Regions from separate parts of the Zea mays genome. Here region 1 is linked to region 2. The links are chromatin contacts, called in public Hi-C maps. All regions are on one chromosome and are shown on one strand. Each heading gives the region's core, a stretch centred on a gene start, on an enhancer-like site or on the middle of the called end of the contact. The rest is flanking DNA. Distances are from core to core; before and after follow the strand shown.

The links. A called contact is a pair of places that touch in the nucleus more often than the background predicts.
Region 1: a Hi-C map of endosperm shows a contact between it and region 2, with 3 times the contacts expected there. The contact joins the promoter of LOC100502415 here to the promoter of LOC100284306 in region 2. A contact is called at or near these places in 2 of 25 Hi-C or Micro-C datasets (bundle sheath and endosperm).

What each region holds. Positions count from the first base shown.
Region 1 is chr7:126,370,428-126,373,240 of Zm-B73-REFERENCE-NAM-5.0, forward strand. LOC100502415 reads left to right here and starts at 1,555. Exons shown (of 14, transcript NM_001365550.1): 1 at 1,555-2,590; 2 at 2,734-2,813. The coding sequence starts at 1,882.
Region 2 is chr7:125,575,879-125,578,881 of Zm-B73-REFERENCE-NAM-5.0, forward strand. LOC100284306 (Ethylene response factor) reads left to right here and starts at 1,381. Exons shown (of 3, transcript NM_001157201.2): 1 at 1,381-1,876; 2 at 2,906-3,003. The coding sequence starts at 1,561.

The DNA.
Region 1 (2,813 bases), core at 305-2,804, 790 kb after region 2:
CTAGTTGGACAACCTCATGTCTTATTTTTAGAGCTATTACACATCCCAACGTGCATCCAGTGGTCATGGGCTCTTCACGACTTTGCTTTGCCTTGACGCAAGGTTCACGATGATGCCATATACCTCCTCATGTTTCCACCAAAATTTTAATCAGGTTTTGAGACCAAAAACCAAGAAATTGTTTGCTCGATGATTTTGAGGCCCAAACCACTATACGCCTCATGAGTAGCATACATGATACACTCAGTTCATGATCTCGACACGTGTCACCGACAGCCCATGATTGCCTAATCACCAAGTCATATAATGTATTTGCTTGACTTGGTTAACATGATATGTTCCTCCATCTACCTTTTGCACTTGTTGATTCACTAGGTGTCAACCATCACGCTCATTGCTTCGGTTTCTCCAATTCCTCAATTGAAGTCTGAGCGTCCGTCCTCCACCACTCTAGTCCATCAGCATGAACTCACTTAACCTCATCTATGTGCTTCACACCTACACATCACGAGTCAAGAGTTGTATTGTACAACATTATACTCACTACATGAGGTTAGTCAACACTAAACTAAAACCAATCATCGATAATCAGTTATTGTACTTAAATACCATGGGTAAATATCAACTACATATTTATATTTTTATATTCAGTTATTAGTTATATACAATGTAGCTCGTTCAGCAAAGCACAATATTGCTACATGGCACCACACAAAGGTATTAACATTAGATACCTTTGTGTTATATCACTTTTTTGTTACTATTATGCTCAGCAAAGTTTTTTTTATAGTTCCATGCAATACCATGGTATTTAACAAGACTTTGATATTTTATACAGAAAGATGTTTGGTAAATGTTTTAAAAACTATATATTAAAAACCACATTATTATGAATACTATAGTAAAACCATAGTATTGAAAAATTTGGTCTAGACCAATGTCTTTCCTTGTTGCGTGTGAAACTATGGTATTGCAAAATTATGGTATTGAAATATTTTGTTTATGATATAGCATTAAAAAAATTAGTATTGTAAAACTGTGGTATTAAAAAACTTTGCTTCTAAACAGATGCTACATGATATCAGTTTATTTAATGACTATAAAACTATTACGAAACTTTGTAACCTTATTGAGGCTGACCTTAGCAAATCTGTATCTACTCGCACCATAATCCGCCAATCCGAAACGACCCTTCCTTTGCGTGTTTGAAGCTCACCACTCACACCATAAACAGTGGACCATGCTGGATTTTGGTCTGATTTTGCCAACAAGGAACGCGCCGCGCCGCACTGACCACCGCATCTCGCTCGTTTGGAAGCGTCTGTCTGAGGTTCTCCAAATCCACATCAGACCAGCCCACCGACCGCGTCTCCCACGTCCGAACCGAGCACCGCATCGCAAACTCGTGGCGCATGGAGCTTCGTTTTGGGGTGTGCCGCACCCACCCACCCACCCAGCCCAGCCCAGTCACAGCCTTGCCTCCAAAAAGCGCTGCTCGCTTCGGCACTCGTTGATAAAGCGGCTAGCCGAGCGCCGTGGCAGAACCGCGGAACGCAATAGCCAATAGGTAGCGGAGCACCGCACCGCGAAGCAAACGAGAGGGGAAAAAAAAGCACGAGGAGGCCGCGCCCGCGAAGGAATCACTTGCCCGGGCGTGGGCCGCCCACCGGCCACCGCCCAGCCGCTGCCGCAGTGCCGCCCGCCTGCCTGCCTGCCTGGTGCGGTGGTGCCTGCCCACGGGAACGGGATAGCTGGCTGACGGACGCATTGCGGAGCGGACTGGGAGACTACGGGTAAGATAATAAAAGGGCCAGGCGTGGCGGGGCGCAACCACCGCTGTGCCTCGGAGAGGAGGACAGCTCTCGCGCCGCGGCTGCCGCCATGTGGACGCCGTCGCGCGGGAGCAACGCCCGGCGCAGCGGCCACCGCCGCATCGCGGACTACCTGGCGGACGACCAGACCACCACCACAGCCACCGACGCCTCCGACAACGAGTCCTACACTACCGCCTATGGGGAGGAGTTCTTCGCCGCCGCCGCCGCCGGGAGCGGCGGCGCCGGCGGCATGCTGCCGGCATTCCTGGCGGACCAGGGGGACCTGGTGGAGGTCATGCTGGAGCTGGACGAGGAGTCCATGGTGGTGCGCAGCGTCACGCCCACCAGCGCGGCGCTCTACGGCGCCGCCTCCCTCCCGGCGCCGCCGTCCGCGGGGGTCCTCGGGGTGTCGCCGTCGCCGCGCCGCGCGCCTTCGGAGGGCGGCGGCCGCCTGAGCCGGTGCTCGTCGACGTCGTCGCGGATACGGAAGAAGTTCGCGTGGCTCCGGTCGCCGTCGCCCTCCCCGTCCCCGTACCGCCCCACGCCCGCCGAGCTTCAGCGGGAGGCCGCCATGGCGGCGCGCGAGCGGCGGCGGGAGCAGGCGCAGCTCAACCGGTCCCGCGCCGGCGCCAGGCGCGCGCTCAAGGGCCTCCGCTTCATCAGCCGCACCACGGGCTCCGTCGAGGCCGCCGAGCTCTGGCGCCGCGTCGAGGAGCGCTTCAACGACCTCGCCCGCGAAGGGCTGCTCTCCCGCGACGACTTCGGCGAATGCATCGGTACGGCCACACTCGACGCCGCTGCTGCTTCTTGCCTGCAGTTCACATTGTTATCCTCCGCACACGCGAGGAAACAGCTCGATCCTACTGTAATTGCGACGTCCTTATCCGCGATCTTATGGCGCTCCACGCCCAAACTGCAGGAATGGTGGACTCCAAGGAGTTCGCGGTGGGCATCTTCGACGCGCTGGCGCGGCGGCGGCGGCAGAACCTGGAGCGGATC
Region 2 (3,003 bases), core at 131-2,630:
AAAACACTCAATCCCGACACGACGCGAAGCCATATGCAATGCAATGCTCCTGTATAGTACCACCCCGCTAGCTGAAGAAGGACGAGCAAACGAGTTACATATAAAAAGGGGACAAATCTCCTTTTCAACCCATATTTCTTTGCCTTTCGGTACTCCTTTAAAAGCACCAGTTTTTTAGTTTCCACCGTCATTCCTTTTGCAAAAAAGTCCTTGCACTTCTTTCTAATATAACGTGCGGTCCATCGTAATTGTGCATCGTCATAACGTGGACGTTACCTCCTAGATGGATCGTGAAAAAACACCAAGCCCAACACAACACGAAGATACACCTCGCTAGCTGAAGGAGAATAGCGGCCGAGTTAGATATAAAAAAGGGACAAGTCTCCTTTTTCAACCCATATATTTTTCGGCCTTTTGTCTAAGATAAAGCAATATTTACAGTTTAATATTTTGGTATGTGGGTCATATGTCCATTTTTTTGAGAGGGTGCACTTTAATTTTAATTTTTTGTAGGGAGTGTCTATCACACTGGCTTACCACTTGACTCTCACGTGTCGTACAATAATTACTATATCATCAAATATAATTAGTGTGACATCACAATGTACAAGCATTATATTAAACATAGTCATTTTTTATACTCCCCTCCGAACCAAATTAGTATCTATTTTAGCTCTTGGTTTTTATGTTTATATTCTGGGTGGTGATGAATTTAAATATATGTATAAGACACCTACACCAAATGATGTATAAATCCATTAAAAAACTAATACGAATTTTAATTTGGGACAGAGAAAGTGTAACTTTTATTTTAGCACCACTATGTTTTGTTTTGATAGCATGCAATAGGCTCTGGTTGGAATACATTAAAGCAAGTGTACCTGCTAGCCAACCTCCGTTTCCAAATAATACTTAATATAAAATAACATTTTATTAAAGTACTTTTGATATTTTATTATAAGAATAAAATTCTAGACATATTTAAACAAATTTTATTTTTTTGCGTCTAAAAATATATCACCATGGTAATCATGTTTTGATCGCAACTGTCACGTGTGTGTGGTGGTGGTGGGGGTCGTACTCTTTTTCCTCTCTTTAATAAATAACTATATAATGGGATTTTGCTTCGGTAAAAGAGGAGATATGGTTGGACCTAACCATGGTGGCGAGGAAAAAAAGATGACTGCGCCGAAGCGAGCCGGGGCCGCAGCAGCAACAGCACACACGCGAGGCGGCAGGAGGAGAGTGGCGCGGGCCCCACCGCAGCTATCTCCTTTGGCGTCTCTGTCCAGTAGTGCGTCAGCGTCGCTTCCGATTATTTAAGTAGCACGGCCACGGCTAGCTACCATCTCCCCAACTCCGCCTCCCAAGTCCCACCCCCACTCCCTCGCTCACCAGAGGAACTAGCGGACCAGGCAAAGCCGAGCCGCACCGCAACCGCGAAGATCTTGCGTGGCCTCCTTTTCCCAGCTCGTCACTGTGCCGCTCGTGCCCTACACTCCCGGTCCGCCCAACCAATAATCCATCCATCCATCCATCCACCACCACCCCGCTGCGGCGATGTGCGGCGGCGCCATCCTCTCGGGTTTCATCCCGCCGTCCGGGGTGGCGGCGGCGGCGGCGGCGGCCAAGAAGCAGCAGCAGCAGCAGCAGCGGTGCCGTGTGACTGCGGACCTGCTATGGCCGGGGCCCGGCAGTAAGGGAGCTCCCCAGGACAAGGAGGAGGACTTCGAGGCCGACTTCCGCGAGTTCGAGCGCGGCCTCGGCGAGGATGACGTGGACAGCGCCGGCGAAGGCGGCGACCCCGAGGTCCAGGAGCTTCCTCCGCCGGAGCCGACGAGGTTTGCCTTCGCCACCGCGGCCAAGGCGGCAGTTGGTGAGCACCGCATTAAAGTCGCTACTTCGTTTTCTCCTTATATGTATATCGCGCGCGCGCACAATCGCACACACACACTTCTTGGACGGGCGAAAGAAAGATGCCTCTTTTGCGGCGCTGTTTCTCGAATCTCCTTTGGTTGTTGATGAGATAGCCGAGGTTCCTTTGCGGTGCAGCCAAGCAGGGAAATTTTGTCTTCATTTCTCTGGTTAGCCTTTAGCCATGGAGTGGGCAAGGCTGTTCAATTCTCTGGCTTAGCCTTTTCAGCCTTGGTATTTTGTATGCAATCCGCTAGCTTCTCAGTATGGAGTGATATATGCTACGAACTGTGAAATTATTTACTATACTAGTTCTTAATGTAGTCCATGTGCTTTGCTCTGTGTTATGCCTAGATCATTGTGTTAGCTCGGGATTTAAGCAAGGCGGATTTGTTGAATTTTTTTTGTATATATATATTATACGATTAGCACAAATGATCTATTGAGCGATTATGAAAATAAGTACTTATTTATGTTAGGGCGTGTTGAGTTTAGTTGTGTTGGAATTGGCCATCTTATTCCGAATATGATGTTTAGTTAAGTTGAGAATAATTTCTGGAATTTTTCCCTTGCTAACTGTTATCTCCTTATATAGATCCTTCAGGTCGAAGCTTCTTTATTATCTGTCAACTTTATTTGTTTAGATCCGGGTTAGATAAGAATTTAAGCGCTTCTAATTTACACGATCATGATTCTGAACTTGATTAATTAAGTAGGTAAGGAGGCCAAAAGGGTATTCTAACCTGTAGTATTTGAAGATCTTGATGGATCTTCATAGCTGACTCTTCTTCTTTTTTTCCTGAGAGAATGACATTATTTATGCTTCAGCCTCTTTGTTGTTTGCTACTTTTTCTCCAATTCAGCAACCCGAACAAACTACCCTACAAACAAGTAGAGTAGCTATTCGTTGATTACAAACAAACAAACAATTCATGCTAGATACGTTTTGTTGAGACGGACTGACTGATAGACGACAGTCTTTTTATTATAGATGGCGTGATGACTCCTCCTCCAAAGGATGTCCAAGGAGATAGAGCAGTAAAAAAGCGCGGCCGGAAGAACCAGTACAGGGGAATCAGGCAGCGGCCT